2 separate regions of the Rattus norvegicus genome follow, and region 2 is linked to region 1. Evidence: chromatin contacts called from public Hi-C data. All regions are on one chromosome and are shown on one strand. The core of a region is the stretch at or near the end of the contact, and the rest is flanking DNA. Distances in the headings are between cores, read along the strand shown. Region 1 holds the start of Cpa6 (carboxypeptidase A6). Region 2 holds the start of Arfgef1 (ADP ribosylation factor guanine nucleotide exchange factor 1).

The links. Hi-C and Micro-C count contacts between places; a contact is called where the count stands out from the background.
Region 2: a Hi-C map of Schwann cells shows a contact between it and region 1, with 2.4 times the contacts expected there. The contact joins the promoter of Arfgef1 here to the promoter of Cpa6 in region 1. A contact is called at or near these places in 2 of 12 Hi-C or Micro-C datasets (the A7r5 cell line and Schwann cells).

The regions. Positions count from the first base shown.
Region 1 is chr5:13,304,971-13,312,428 of GRCr8, forward strand. It overlaps Cpa6 (carboxypeptidase A6), which reads left to right and starts at 4,690. Exons shown (of 11, transcript NM_001415862.1): 1 at 4,690-4,983. The coding sequence starts at 4,868.
Region 2 is chr5:13,761,105-13,768,562 of GRCr8, forward strand. It overlaps Arfgef1 (ADP ribosylation factor guanine nucleotide exchange factor 1), which reads left to right and starts at 3,871. Exons shown (of 39, transcript NM_001277056.1): 1 at 3,871-4,150. The coding sequence starts at 4,027.

The DNA.
Region 1 (7,458 bases), core at 3,440-5,939:
ATCACACTTGGCTTAAGCATCTACTTTTCCAGAACATCCTATGAATGTCATTCATTCCTTCTACCTCACTCTCTATCTCAGTACCTGTGGCTCTGTGATGGCTTGTATATATGGTTGGCCCAGGGAGTGGCACTATTAGGAGGTGTGGCCTAGTTGGAATAGGTGTATCACTGTGTGTGTGGGCTTTAACACCCTAATCCTAGCTTCCTGAAGTCAATATTCTGTGAGTATGAATCAGATGAAGAAGTAGAACTCTCAGGCCTCCTGCACCATGCCTGCCTAGATGCCTCCATGTTCCCACCTTGATGATAATGGACTGAACCCCTGAACCTGTAAGCCAACCCCAATTCAATGTTCTTATAAGAGTTGCCTTATCATGGTGTCTGTTCCCAGCAGTAAAACCCTAACCAAGACAGTCTCATTGCCTTAGAATTCACTGAAGTACCAAATAGAAGACTATAGTTATTTATCTGCCCAGCCATTCCACTAGAACCAACTGTCACAAAATCAGAGACCAGGCTTGCAGTGATGTTGCTATGGAAGAGGAGAGAGCCAGACATAGACCACAGAAGACACCAACTTCAGAGGCAGGAGAGGACAACTTCCCTGATGCCAAGGACAAAGGGTTTCAAATGGGAAGTATCAGCTTTAGTTGTCAGCAATTGTGCAGCAAGCTGAGAGCAGAGTGCTGAGGCTGGCTGGAAGTCTAGCCTTTAACAGCTGAACCATCTCTCAGTATCTCATGTGAATCTTTTGCTTTTTCTTTGGCCATTTGGTTGGTTGCTTTCTATTTTATCTTATTTTATTATTATTTTCTTCTTTTAGTTTTTGATACTTGCTTTTTGTTTTCTTTTTTCTAAGAGAGAGAGAGAGAGAGAGAGAGAGAGAGCAAGAAAGGCTGTGGATTGGAGGTGATGGGAGGAGCTAGGGTGAATTAGGGGAGGGGGAACCCTATCAGAATATATGGTATGACAAAAATCTACTTTCAGTTAAAAAAGTAAAAGAATAGAGTTCTGTACATTTAGAGGTCCTGCTGATCTGGAATGGATGGAAGGAATGGAAACAAGTCACCAAGGCTCAAGAATGCACTTTTTGAGCAGCCTTGGGTGTGTAGAGAAGAGGACCAGTTCAGGAACAAGAGGAATGGTTACTGTTCAAAGCAGTGTTGTTGGACTCTTAGGGTCAAAGGCTGGCCCTATGATTCAGTCATCCTTCTTCACCTGATCAATTAAAGAAACAGGCAACCACGAAAAGCAAATAAAGATTTGTTCAGGAAAAACAAGTAGGTCCACTGACGCCCCTTTACACCCAAGTTCATGTTCAGGATCCTGACACGAGTTTGAAATGAAAACAAAGGCCAAGAGTTTGACTAATTAAGCTGCTCTGATCAATGTGTGGCCCTGCCATCTTTGATTCATGGTTCCAGGCTCTCCTGCAATGTGGTCTACTTAGCTCCTCCTCGGCCTGCCACCAGGATTCCAGCTTTTCCTTCTCTCAACAAGAGACTCCTGGGAAATTCCAGTGTTGCAGAGACCCCTGTTTCGGTAGTCTGGCAGTCAAAAGGAAGGACAATAATGTGTCGTTAAGTATCTTCATTTCTGCCAGGGAAGGTTCAGAAAGGAAGCTAGTGGGTCTGGAGAGGGGTAGGATTGTGATTTATTACTAAAGGAAGTGTCGGAACACTCCTCAAACAACTGCGGAGATTCTTGGACAGCACTTGGCTACACAGGCACCTCTTTCTCAGCTTGAGCAATGCCAGAAAGCCATGACAGAGATAGATCAACAGTGGGTGTGCGGTAATTAGACATTGAATAATGACTGCCATTGCAGGTAGCTATAGTACAGAGCCCAACACCTTTAGCTTCTCCTGGTATTTAGCAAAATAAATCTGCTCTTATCCGTATGCTTAAGGTAAGGCTTGGAAAATATCTCCCTGGCCTCCCCTCCTCCACCACCAGCCACTTTCAGATCTAAAATTTATCTAATGATCAATAATGAATCCAAAGCAAAAATAGCATCTTCCTTTCACAAATGTAGTTTCCTTTCTTTTGTTGCATGACAATTTTTATTTTAATAAAGTTTATTTTTTCACTAAAATATGACAGACACATAACCGATAAACAGCATTTCTCATCTTACCACTCCCAAATCCTCTAGGAGATTAATAATTCACTACCTCTTGGTGGCTTAAAAAATGAAGCTTTTATCTTTGAATCTATCTATAACCCCATTCTCTTCTCCTCCTACTTGCTAAATAGACCTCATTTATCACTCATTTTATGGGTGCTTATCTACCCCAAGAGAAGCTTGATCAGATAACCTGGGCCTTAAAAAAAGCAAAGGAGGATTGCTAGAAATGACTTCCATTGTTTGAGAAGCTCTCTTTGATCTTCAATTTTTAGTAAAGCTAGAGAATGCCTCCTGGGTCTCTTTGACTCTTTCGATGGTCCAGGGAATGGTCCCCTGAGTCTCAGAGACTACTGAGTCTATGCAGAATGGGGCTTTTTGGATCTGATCCTGCAGAATGGTTTGAAGATGAGTTTAATCCTTAGTCAGACACTGAACATTCCTAGTTTAGTGCTGTGATATAATATGACAGATTTATACATTCTTCTGACATAATGAAATGTGGAGAGATGAAGTGTTTTATTTACACAGTAACCTCTTATTTCAACAGGTCACTGGCTTCATATAAGCTTTCTTGAGCTCATCAAAAAAGTCTCAAGCATTGCTTTGAGCACTACCCCCCGTCCACCAGCATAAAAAGTCCAAAGTGTTAAGCACTGAAGTCCAAAAGGAAAATATAGACACACACACACACATGAACACATACACATACACATGAACACATACACATACACACACACACACACACACACACACACACATGCACACACACCACCACCACCACCACCACCATCACCACCATCACCACCTCCAGGAGACCCAGGGACCTAAGAAACTTCCAGTCCCAAAGCACCTTTCTCCTTCAACTGAATACGGGACCAGGCAGAATTCGAATGACTCTCCTCACTTTCCAGGTTCTTCACCCACTCATCAGGTGTTGGTGATCATTCCTTCAGCTAAGCTGTTTGGAACTCCATTCATACAATAAATGAGATACACTCCTGTACTTTGGGAGAAAAGCAGTTTTATGAAGCAACCTGACAAAAATCAACAGAGTTGAGCTCCATAGCAGATTTCCTAGGTTTTGGGAATAGGACACAGAGGGGAAAGATTAATTAAACTAATTCAGGGAGAATTTGAAAATGTCAAGGAATCGTTTTAAATGATCTTGTCTGTCACGAAGCTGACATTGACCCTGTGCTCAGGTAGAGGATACAGAGAAGGGTTATGCTTTCCCCAGCAGTGGAGGGTATAGGAGTTCTGGAAACGACACAAGTATGAGAGTTTGACTGGAATAAAGCTACCGTAGCCCACTGTCTTCTAAATTAGCACCCGTGCTCAACACAAAGGTGACAGGCTGCATCTTCATACCCTCAGAGCTCGGGCAAAGCAAACCCACAATGTGGGGTTTCTGTGTGAGTAGAAGCTTGCGGCTGCAAAGAAAATTCAGAGTCAGTCCCTTCACTAAAACCATGGGAAATTTCCAGCAGCAAATGGCTTGCTCCAACACGTCTTGATTTGTCCCCTCCCCCATAACAGTCTAGAAAAAGGAGAAAAAGCAGGGTTTGTTCTAAAGTCAAGGCTTGCTGCTACTCAAAGTGCAACCAGGGGGGCCTCCACATGAGCCCCCACCTTGAAACACCTCATAAATGCAGACTTTCCCACGTCAGCTGCAATCCTCTTCAGAACAAACCAGTGATTTATAGGCACTATGAGAAGTCCCCGTTCTAAACCAGCTTGGTATCTCAACATTGGAATCCCTGAGGGAGCTTGTCACTAAGTGCATCAGCACCCACCCACCAATGGCACCTGTCCCTACCCACACACTTTAATACTGGGATCACAGACCTGCACCCTGAGACTATAGATGCTGGAGATGTGGACCTGAGCCCTCATGCCTTCCCATTCACTGAACCGCTTCCCCAGTCACTGGGGGATCTTTTGCAATGACAGATGCCATCCTTCTGGAATCTGATTAAAATGTTCAGTTTTCCTAAATGATTCCAAGTGCTCAAGCCACGGTCACAGCCCTGAGAGGCTTCCCAGACCTTCAAAAAAACTGTTCAATGGCCACGATCTGGATACTACCGGTGCAGAGTGAATACCAAGAGCTCCTAGCAGGCTAGCAGAGCTTCTGTTTGCCCACATATAGTTACAAGCCAGAATGAGGCCAGCACTTCACTCCAGGTGCCTAAGCCTCCTCCTTCACATATGAAGTTCCCTTCACTGTGGGTTTCAATCTGGGAAATCTGTTGTGACAGAACAAATCATTAAGCCTGGAATGTCTGTGCCAGTTTGTTGGACTCGTCTCCTACATAATGTTGGCAATTAAGATAAGGTCCCCATGCTATCAAGGTAGCAGAGGAAGAAAGGTTATACAAAAGACTTAGTGATCTCCAGCAGGCAAACAGACAAACCAAAACCAAAGAAGGGTTACCCACAGGCACCCTGCAAAGCCTGCCTGTGAGTCAGCTCAGGGAGGCCCAGCCCCTTCAGGAGAGCCTGATTTAGGATCAGCCCCTGCTTCCAGGCTGGGCTGGGCTGCATTTCCTCACAAGAACCAGTCTTAATAGCAACTCCCCGGCTGCCTAAAGTGTCACATTTTGCTCATTCCCAAGCCTTCTCCCCCACCCCTTTCCCAGACAACTTGCTGGTGAGCAGGGGGTGTTGTGAGCCACCTCCAGCCTCTTCCTTTGGTGACTGCAGTTAAACAACTTTCAACTCCTCTCATTGCAACGCTATGAAGTTCCTCGGGAAGCCCAGGAGCCTCACAGCTGCTTTTCTGCCTGTTTGCTGCCTCCTTTTGAAGATTCTGCAACCAGGGCACTGCCACTCTTATGACAACCGCTATGCTGGGTAAGTGGAGCCAACTTCTTGTGCTGCAAAGCTTTGACTTGTATGAGGGCATTGTTTACCCCCCATGTGCCTCACCATTTTGTTGCTGTTTGTGGTTTCTGTGTGGCTCTGAGGGCTTCATAGTCCCCTCTATAAACTGTGTAAACAGCATTCAGTATTGGTTCAGTTGGCTGAGAAAGTGCAGAAGGCAAGAGTCTGACTATCACACTGTTTAGAGCGTCCCAGTCCCGGCTGCGGCCTCAGAGTTCAATGGGAAAGTGTCTCTGGGGTGCTGTGGCTAGTATCTGCAGTCCCTGCCTCCGTGGATGCTCAGGCTAAAAGATACTGTTATACCATATGAGGTATGACCTGAAAATTAGTGTCCTTTAGAATGGTGCACGCACTTCAGCCACGGGCTATAATAGAACAGTGACTTCTTATTGAAGAACTGAAGATGATTTAAAAAAAAATAAGTGTCAGAGTGATTGTTACATATTTCAAACCTGGGCAGTTCAAATAATTCAACACAAAATAAGCAGAATAAAAGTAGTCAACTGTAAAATGCTGGTATTTTTAAGGAGAAACAGAAGAAAAAAGCAGTTTTCTCCTCTCTGTAAGTTAGAAGGCTCTGAGATGGCAATCTCAGGGAGGCCCAGAGCTGGGACTAAAGCAATGTACCACTGTGTATGTTCTTATTATCCCGAAGGCTTGCTGTGGTACAGACAGCGTGAGCTTGGCTCAGATTTGCAGAGTGCTGTTCTTTGAATCTGGAAATTATAGAATGCCTGCATTTTAGAGAGGAACCTTAACTAGATCCTCAAGTTTGGTGGCTTAAAACCAAGGAGGAGAAGTAACAACCCTGTACCACTCAGTTATTTCCAGTGGGAAAAAAATTAGCATCCCAAAGAAAAGTTGCTCATTTTAGGTATCTTATGTAGAGCTTGTGAGAATCTGGAAGACAGAACTGTGTTTCCCTTTCTCTCCCTATGGAGCTGGATGGTGCTTTTATTTAGTAATCTTCCAAATACAGGATTTACAGGGAGACATTCACCAGCATGATTTTAATTGGAGAGGGAACAAGATCAAGTGGGAAGGTGTTCGGTGAAATAAAGGTGGGAATATAACCTTGAAAATTCCCACCTATATTTTTTTTCTTGAGGCACAGAAGGGCATTTACATCCAAGAGGTTCTTCCTAGTCTCCTGCACAACAAGGCCTAGGCTTACCATCCTGTAATTTGTCATGTGCCTCACAACCCTCCTTAGAGATGCGAGCAAAGAATGCTTAATGACCGACCTGCAGCCTACGGCTGTGGAGGAATTAATCGGACCTTTTGGCTGACGTCAGACCAGATGATGAACATATATCATCAGTTTAGATGTGCTCCGTGTGAGACCGGTCCCCACTCCTCCACTCAGCTGTGGCCCTTGTACATAATTACTTCAGTGTGGCACTCATCAGTCATGAGTTACCGGCTTCCTTCAGCTGAACAGGTGTGCGTCCTTTGCCAAGCACCACTCGGTGTGGGGGGAAGAAGGCCAGCAGCATCTTTTCTGTCAGAATTTTTAAGAAATGGCCACCTCTCTGGGAGATCGTCCTGCCTCCTCTCTTACTGTGCACTGAAGGTAGTAATTGCCATTTCTTCTAGCCTGCAACATAATGAGATAGCCCCAAATGTGTAAATTACCAGATGTCTGAATGCTGGGAGGACCAAAGAGTGAGATGAGCACTGAGGAGGTGAAGACTCTCTCACTACCTGTCCCTCACAATAGACCTAACAATAAGGCCTCCTGAAATCAGAACCATTCTGAGTGCTCCCTCCACGGAAAACAGAGAACTTTAACTCACCTTCAAGATACAGACGTCCTTCTCTCATTACCAAGGACAAATGCTTCTTGACTCAGGAGTGCTTTGCTTTGTTTACTTAGGAACCACTGGGTACACAGTTAGCTCTCTAGGGATTAAGGATCTGGTAGGAAAACAGTAAAATGCTAACGTTGTCTTTGTCTTTGCCACCGCCTGTTTAGCATGGCTGTAAGCTGCCTTATTGTTATTCCTTCATAGGTCGTGTTGATTTTCTTATTAATAATTATGGGATAATCTTATCCCTTATATTATGGAAAAGATATTTGGCAGGTCTTGCCCAAATGCAATCCTATGTGATTGTCATCTGCAGGCCCCTGAGCATGAATTAAAATTAGAATATTCAGGAAAAACAGCAAGGCCCCTTCAGGGCAGCTAATGAGCAGCGGGTCCTCTCTATCCAAACAATAACAGCCAAATAGAGCCAATGTGTAGCAGAGGCTTCCTTGAAGTGTCTCAGGAAATGAGTTTAAAAATGAGTTAGAGAACCTACAGGCCTACAGGGGACTCTGAAGACAAAGGCTGAGACCTTTTTGGGTAACTATATCAGACCACACTTTGACAAGAGACATTTAAAAAGACAGAAGAGAACACAGCAAGGTCAACAATTTGACTCCCAGTAATATAGCTCTAC
Region 2 (7,458 bases), core at 2,621-5,120, 460 kb after region 1:
CTCTCTATCCAGAAGTTGATTAGTGGAGACAACTCTATGTGGCCTGAAGATCCCACTACAGACACCTACATGATAACCTTTACTTGTTATCTTCCCATTTCCCTGTGTTCCCGGCTCTCAGATCCACTGCTGTAGATGCTCAGAGTTCTTTTCCTTTGTTGCGTCTCTAAAACTGTTCTTTAAGATGCCAGCCAAGCCCCACTTCTGGTTACCTTCTGGTGTGTAGCTTCGCTGAACTTGTTAGTAAACTTGTTTGCTTTCTCTTGTTAATCAAATCTTCAGGGGCCTGGCCAATGGATCCACTTTTATAACAAACCTTTTTTACACTAAAATCAGGGGTCAGAGATGGGATGATTTGAGAGGTGATAGAATCCAGGGGTCCTGTGAAAGGCCACTGGACTCATTGCTTCTGCAGCCAAGTAAACACAATACTAGTAATCTTGTTCAATCATCAACCAAAGATATTCAGCCTTAATTAAAAATGTATTCCAACTTCAATTTTTACATCCCAGAGACATTTATAACATGGCTAAAGCATGCCAAGATACTGAATCTCAGAGAAAGTAGTTTATTGCTTTTATTGTCTGATATTATTTGACTCCTTGGAACCAAAGTACAAAATTTTTCAAAGAGAAAAGCCAAAACAGACAGTGTACAGTGAGGTTACTGATATCAGGAAAATTAATGAGGAGTTAGTTATTCAGTGATAAGGTGAGGAACAGAAATAGAATTCAAGACTTTTGAAAACTACAAGGAATACTGAAGAGGGCTTGAATAATCCAAGCACTATGAGTAAACAGGAAAAAAGAAACAAAGAAATACCCATGCACATACTCCGTTTCAAGTATGCTTACCCAAGTTTGGCACCCTCTGAATACCTGTCAATAAAAAACTAAAAAGGGCATTTTCCCTCTCTGGTCCCAGAATGTCAGCCTTGTTCTAAAATCTAATTCCATTTTGCTTCCTCCTGAGAACATTCCCAGTCTACTCCTGACTCTTGGGTGAAGTTGCAGGCTCAACTAGGGAGGAACTGGAATTGTGTTTTCAGAAGCATTCTTTTCCTACAGTAGGACGTTGCATATCCTTGGTCTTACATCTACTCGAATTCCAGTCTAGCTTATCCCTACAAATGCTCTTTCCACCTGGTTCTCGCTCAAAACCCAGTATTTGAGTATTTTATCTTTGATGCCAATTTTCTGAGTCCTGTCTAATCCATCACCAAAATAAATCTTGCCTGCCCATTTTCTTTCATCTCTAAAACTCCTCTAGAACTTTCATAAAAACGTTAGACAAAATCCTTAGCCTGTGCAGATGCTACGAAGCTTCAGCCCCTCATGACCCTTGTATAAAGCTTGATCCCAAGACTTTACATGGTGGCCAGGGGTCACAACCCATGGATTACCCCACACTGCTGTGACTGTCAACACCCTTGCTGGGCCTTCCACTCACCAGACCACAAAGGTATATATCAGAAATTTCATGCATGTATACATGTATCTATTTACATGATCACTAGCTTGATCATGCCGTCCCCTTCTGACTTGGTTTAGCCAACTTCTCCTTCCATCAGTCTCCAGTTTAACAGTCACTTTTCTGGCTAGTTATCCCTGCATTGAAGATCTGCAGCCGACCACCTGCTGGCCCTTCCTTTAATCATACTTCACACATGCTTTGCAATTCCTGTTCACTATTTGTTAACATGCCTCTACATACTGTAAGCTCTACAAGGGAGGTATCACGGAGAGCTTTGTCTAGTGTCTTTCATCTATCCACGTTTCTATTTGACGAGTGCATTATAATTCCCTATGCCAGCAACACAGTAGATGGACACACAGGAAAGAATGGACGAGGTCTTTGCTCCTATGAGATAAGTAGGCAACCAGTAAACAAGCAGGACAATATGACTATAGATTGTGACACATTAAATACACTGTGAGCTCTTCAAGGGCAAGGATTTCTAGGTTGCTCATTCTTGACATTCATGTCTGCTGCTTAGTATAAAAACATTAAACATAACTGACAAGTTTTCCTTGCATCGTGTAAAACCCAAAACAGATATTCATAACGATGGGTACTCCTGCTTAAAGAGTAATTCTGAGGCTCAAACTCTTTTGAATTTGTTGTTCTGCTCTCTTTACTATGTAGCCAAAGGCAGGAAAAGAGAGTGGAAGGTAGTTTCTGAAAGTTGTTGTCTGTTTAATGAGCTAAACCTATTGGCTACATCTAGATAGAAGGGAAGCTAGAGAATGCTAATGCAGCTAGGAATGGAGGCAGAACAATAAACTGATCTGACTTACAGATAGTACTTTCAATGGAACCTGGTTCAAACATGGCGTTGCGAAGCAAAACCAAATTAGAAATGAGTATGTTTCCCTAATGTATAACAGAGAGTACGTTCTATTTGATGTAGGAGCAAAATGAATCTCTAATTTCCAAGAATCTAGTGTTTAAGACGAAGGTAATGGATCTGTGGATTTCTCAAGATATATATCTGTCCATTTTAATTGTATGTCACCTTCAGATTTCCCATTTTTATTTCCTTTTGCTTTTCACATGTCCCAAGTCCTGTCACTTTGCAGTGTTCACATCTTTGGATTTGAATGGCTGCATTAGTATAAGTCCACAGCTAACACAATCTAAGGAAAAGAATAAATAGCAAAAGACATATCTTAACAGGGATCCCATGTTGCTGGAGCCACACAATAGTATGGTCTGTATTTATTTCAAAGGATTCTTAACGTTTCCGCTCAGAAGAGCAGTGATTTGAGTTCTTCGACATTAAAGTAGGCACGGCATGGTCACGAGTATGTTTGTACTTAGAGCTTTTCCATTCTGAAATCTCAGGATTAAAGGTACAGAACCCGAGGACTCTGTGGGGTGCCTAAATCAGAAGCACTCACCTTAACTTCAGAGTCAATCAGAAAAGGGCATGAAATCTCGGGCTCACTGACTTACCCTATAGAGAGAGTAAAAAGTGAAAACATTCCTGAATCCTCGCCCACTGATTTTTAGCTTACATTTTGCAAAAGAGATCCTCCTTGAAGCAATCGAAAGGATCGGTCAAGGATAGCAGTTTCCTACACCTGAGAAGGAAATTTAGACCCCGTGTGGCAGGCGGAAACCAGGTGCGTCCGAGAGAGCGACGCGGGTGTTCCTGTGGCCCTAGGACCGCGAGGGACTTTGCTCCCCAGCGACCAGCTGTTCAGAAAGTTGGGGGAACCAGTGCACGGTAGCCAGGGGTCCTGTCTGCGGGCCTTGGGGGCGCCCCGTGTGCGGGGATCGCACATCCCAGTAGCCCGCAGAAGCAGAAGCCCCGCGCCACGCCGCGCCACACCGCAGGACGCCCGCCACGCCCCACGCTGCCCTGCAGGCGAACGCGGGAGGCGGCGAGTCCCCGCCGGGCCGCCGTAGAGTCGCCGCTCCGGCCGCTCCTCCCGCGCCGCCCTCCGCCCCTTGCCTCCCGGCGCCGCGGCAGCTCTGGGCTGGCACCGCCGCCGTCGCCGCCGCCGCCGCCGCTTCCTCTCTGCAGCCGTTCGGCCGCTGCGTGACGCGTCGTTTCCTCTCAACATGGCGTCCGGGGCAGGTCGGCGGTGATGGAGGCCAGTCTGCGGCTGCGGCGGGTGCTCGTCCCCACGGTAGCTAAGGCAGCCTCGCGCCTGCTGGGTGTGTGAGGCGCCGCCGCCTAGGCCCTCGGCCCCGGGAAGACGGCCGCCCGGGCCGAGTTCCGTCGCCGCCGCCGGGCCGTAGGGACGAGTGAGGCGGGCGGCCGGGAAGCGACCGCCGGGCCGACGGCGCGGAGGCCGGACGGGCGCGGCCCTCGAACGGCGGCCCCTCGAGTGTGGCGAGGCTTTCGACGCCCTTGGCGGCCCCGCGGCCGCTCTGCGTCGCCCGCCGCTTCCTGGTGGCGCGGCTGCCCTCCACGCCTCCTCGCCCCCATCGCCACCTCCTCGCCTTTCTCCCTCCCCGTCTCCCTCCTCAGCCTCCCCTCCAGCCGCCGGGACTGCCGCCGCCTCCTCCTCCGCGTCCATGTATGAGGGCAAGAAGACGAAGAACATGTTCCTGACCCGGGCCCTGGAGAAGATTTTGGCCGACAAGGAAGTGAAGAAGGCGCATCACTCCCAGCTGCGCAAAGCGTGCGAGGTGGCCCTAGGTGAGCCTGGAGGAGGCCGCGGCGCGGGGGGCCGGCCGCCAGAGGTGGGCCGGGGGGGCGGCTCGTCCTGGGGGTCCTGGCCCGGTCCTGACCGCTGGACTGGAGTTGACAGCAACTCGGCTGGACGCGGGGCACCGGCTGGGTGGAGGAGGAAGGGCGGCCAGCCGGGGCCCCCGGAACTCGAGATGGTTAAGGATCACGGGGCACCTGGCTTCGAGCGTTCCACTGGACTGAATGGGGTGGGGGCTGGGGTTGTTGGTGGCCCCTGCGGTGCGGACAGAATGTCCTCCTTTGTGATGGAGCAGAAGATGAGCTGTTGTTTATTAGCTTAGAAATTGAGGTGGGGCCGATATGACAAGATCGGGCGTGGGGGAGGGTTCCGTATTGCAATTACAATAACTTTATGGTTTGGCGTGGTACTTTGAGAAGAAAGGTTGAAGTTGTTCCCTTGTTGACAGTCTCGAGAGAGGGGGTTGCAAAAGGTGCCTCGAGTTTGCCATCTCTCTGTCCCAGCTACAGGGAAAAAAAGAGTAGTAATGTAGCCTACTGGGCTGACCTGGAAGAACAAGACTAGAGGTTAAGGAGTGGTGGTGGCGGCTGTGTGGAAATGGGGAAGGAAAGAACCTTTAGATAAACTGGCATTAGGTAACATGGAAAGGGGTGTGTGTAGAATGAGAGAATAAAGAAAGACAATGACACCCACCAGCCTCATGTCTGGACAGTGGCAGCTGCTCTCAAGCTTCAATTGTGATTTATAGTTCAGACGGAAGAGGTCTAGTGTAGTGAGTGAAGCCACAGCAGGGGAAATCCAAACAATACCTATAACCGTGGTAGGCGGATAACGATTTGTTTGAGGCTGGCCTTTGGTAGCTCTAGTGTATCCATCAAATAGAATTGTTAAGCGAGAAACCAGAACGTTTTATACAGATAGTGTGTGATGATTACTTACATTTTTGTTTATAGCCCTGGACTAGAGCAGCTCAAATTTGCAAGATACAGAGATGGTTATAAGTGGGTTTTGAAAAACATTTTTGAAAGGGGACAAACTAACTTTATGCTAAAGGGGTCACGATAGCTTAGAGGAGACAATTTTACATTTAAGTATTGACTTAAGACTACCGTTTAACTTGCTGCAAATGTTACAGACTCCCTCGTTTTCTCAATCCTTAAACTTAGTAATATGGAAAACATCAAATGGATTTGTTTACATCCACCAAAAATAAAGGGTGCTTTTTGTTGGTGGTGTTTTGTTTTTAATGTAGTATAGTGGACTTAAATAGTCCCTTCTTTTGCCCCTTCATTGGTCTTAAGTTCCCATTTTGTTATTGTAACTAACACGTTTCCTGGTGAATGAGAAGACTATTGTACAGTTGCAAGAACTGAGTTTATATTTGGGTCCTGAAAGGAATCATTAATTGGGGTGATAGGAATAGTTTTAAAGACTTTTAAAATAATTGTGCTCTGTAGGGTTTTCAATAACTTGGCAGGATAAAGAACATATGAATTTCAAATTAAAGTTTTAGTATTTCAGAACTAAGCTTTGCTGTTCGATTGTATGTGTGTGGGACTTTTTTTCTTTTTTAAAGCAAGGAGCATGGGGGCATGCAGACAGGTTCCAAGTAGCCCAGGCTGGTGAGGACAACTTGAACTTTCCTAAACCACTTGTCTCTGCTCTTGAAATCTGGGGTCACACATTCCACCATGCCTTGTTTTAGAGGTGCAGTGCAGGGGATAGAACCCTAGGTTTCATATTTGATAGGCAAGCATTCAATCAACTAAACAGTATCCACAGCCCAGAGTGTGTTTTCACTCTAAGTGTGCTGAAGCATAAACAGTTAAGGGTTTGATGTAAAGTGTTTTATGTACTTTTTCTCTTTCCAAATACTAACATAAGTAAACATGTTGGCAGCTCATTGTAACGAGAGTCTGGGTCTTAAGTCCTGCTTTTGTCACAGTGCAGTGTTACTGTGCTTGGACTGTCTCAGTGCAGTTAAGGGAGTGGACTCAGAGGATGTGAGTGCATTCTTTTGTTAACTGCAGCTAGTTCTTGCCACTCTCCATTTCTTCAGAAGTCTGTAGCTCCCTTAACTGCAGCCCTGACATTTTTAGGCATAGGAATTCTTGATGGTGTGTGCACCAACTGGATCTTGCTTCTTTAAATCAGATTTTGCCACTTTAAGCACCAGACTACTTTGTTTACAGGAAGTTTTTTGGTTTTTGGTTTTTTTTTTTTTTTAACAACAGGTATTTTCCATGTTCCATAAAAGTTACATTTAGCCCTCTATAAAGTACAGTTTCAGTATGCAATCTCGTGGGTTTTTTAAGTTTGGGATAACTGCTACCTATTCTGACTGTCTTGAAACTCATTATGTAGATCAGGCTACCCTTGAACTGTAGAACTTGTGGCAGTCCTTCCTGCCTCTGCCTCCATGGTACTGGGATTACTGGTGCCTGCTAGCACTACAGGTATGTGTAGCTATTGTTCAGACTCTTGTAAAGATTCCTGTATGTATTCATTCTCTCTTTAGATGTTATTGAAGCTGAAAGGAGATGGAGCTGAAAACATACGATATACCAGACTTTGAATCTTTTTCTGGTTTTGTTTGAAAAAATTTTATTGGCATTCAAGTAAAATTCACATCATTGATATTTGTGATATTTATCTTCCCTTTATTATAATGACCAGTTAAAATAAGTTTTCTGTAAATGATACATATAAAATTACAGCTTATCATGAACTCTTAAGAATATTTTGACTAAAAATACAACTTTTTGTAAACAAGTCATAGAAGCCAGGTTCGGTGACTGATCCTGTAATTCCAGCAGTTGGGAGAATAGATTACCATGAATGATTCCAGGCCTTCTTGGTTAAGTTTTCACTCTCAAAGATGCTATATAAATGAACTTTTAATGTTTACAAACAGTAACAAATCTTTAAAGGGTATACAATTATTTAAAGCTTATTTTAAAATTTCTAACATGCTAGATTTTATTTTACAAAATGGTTGTAACAAAGCCTTGTTAAACTGGTAGGAAGCCCATAGGCCCAGAACAGCTAGCTCCAGGTTGCCCTCTCTTGGTACCTGCCCTATAGTTCTGTGTAGTGAACACTGAGGGATTCTCTGCTGCCCTAGCTTAGTGTGATCCATGCCTGCTCTTGAGAATCCTGCATTAAAAATAGTCTGGCCATCTGCTGGCAGATGAGACGACAGCTGAGCTATTTTTAGTTTCAAAGAATTTAGGATTGTTTCAGTATTGAGCTTGAAGGTGGCATTGTTTATCTTGTCCCAATATCAGTTGGGACATCC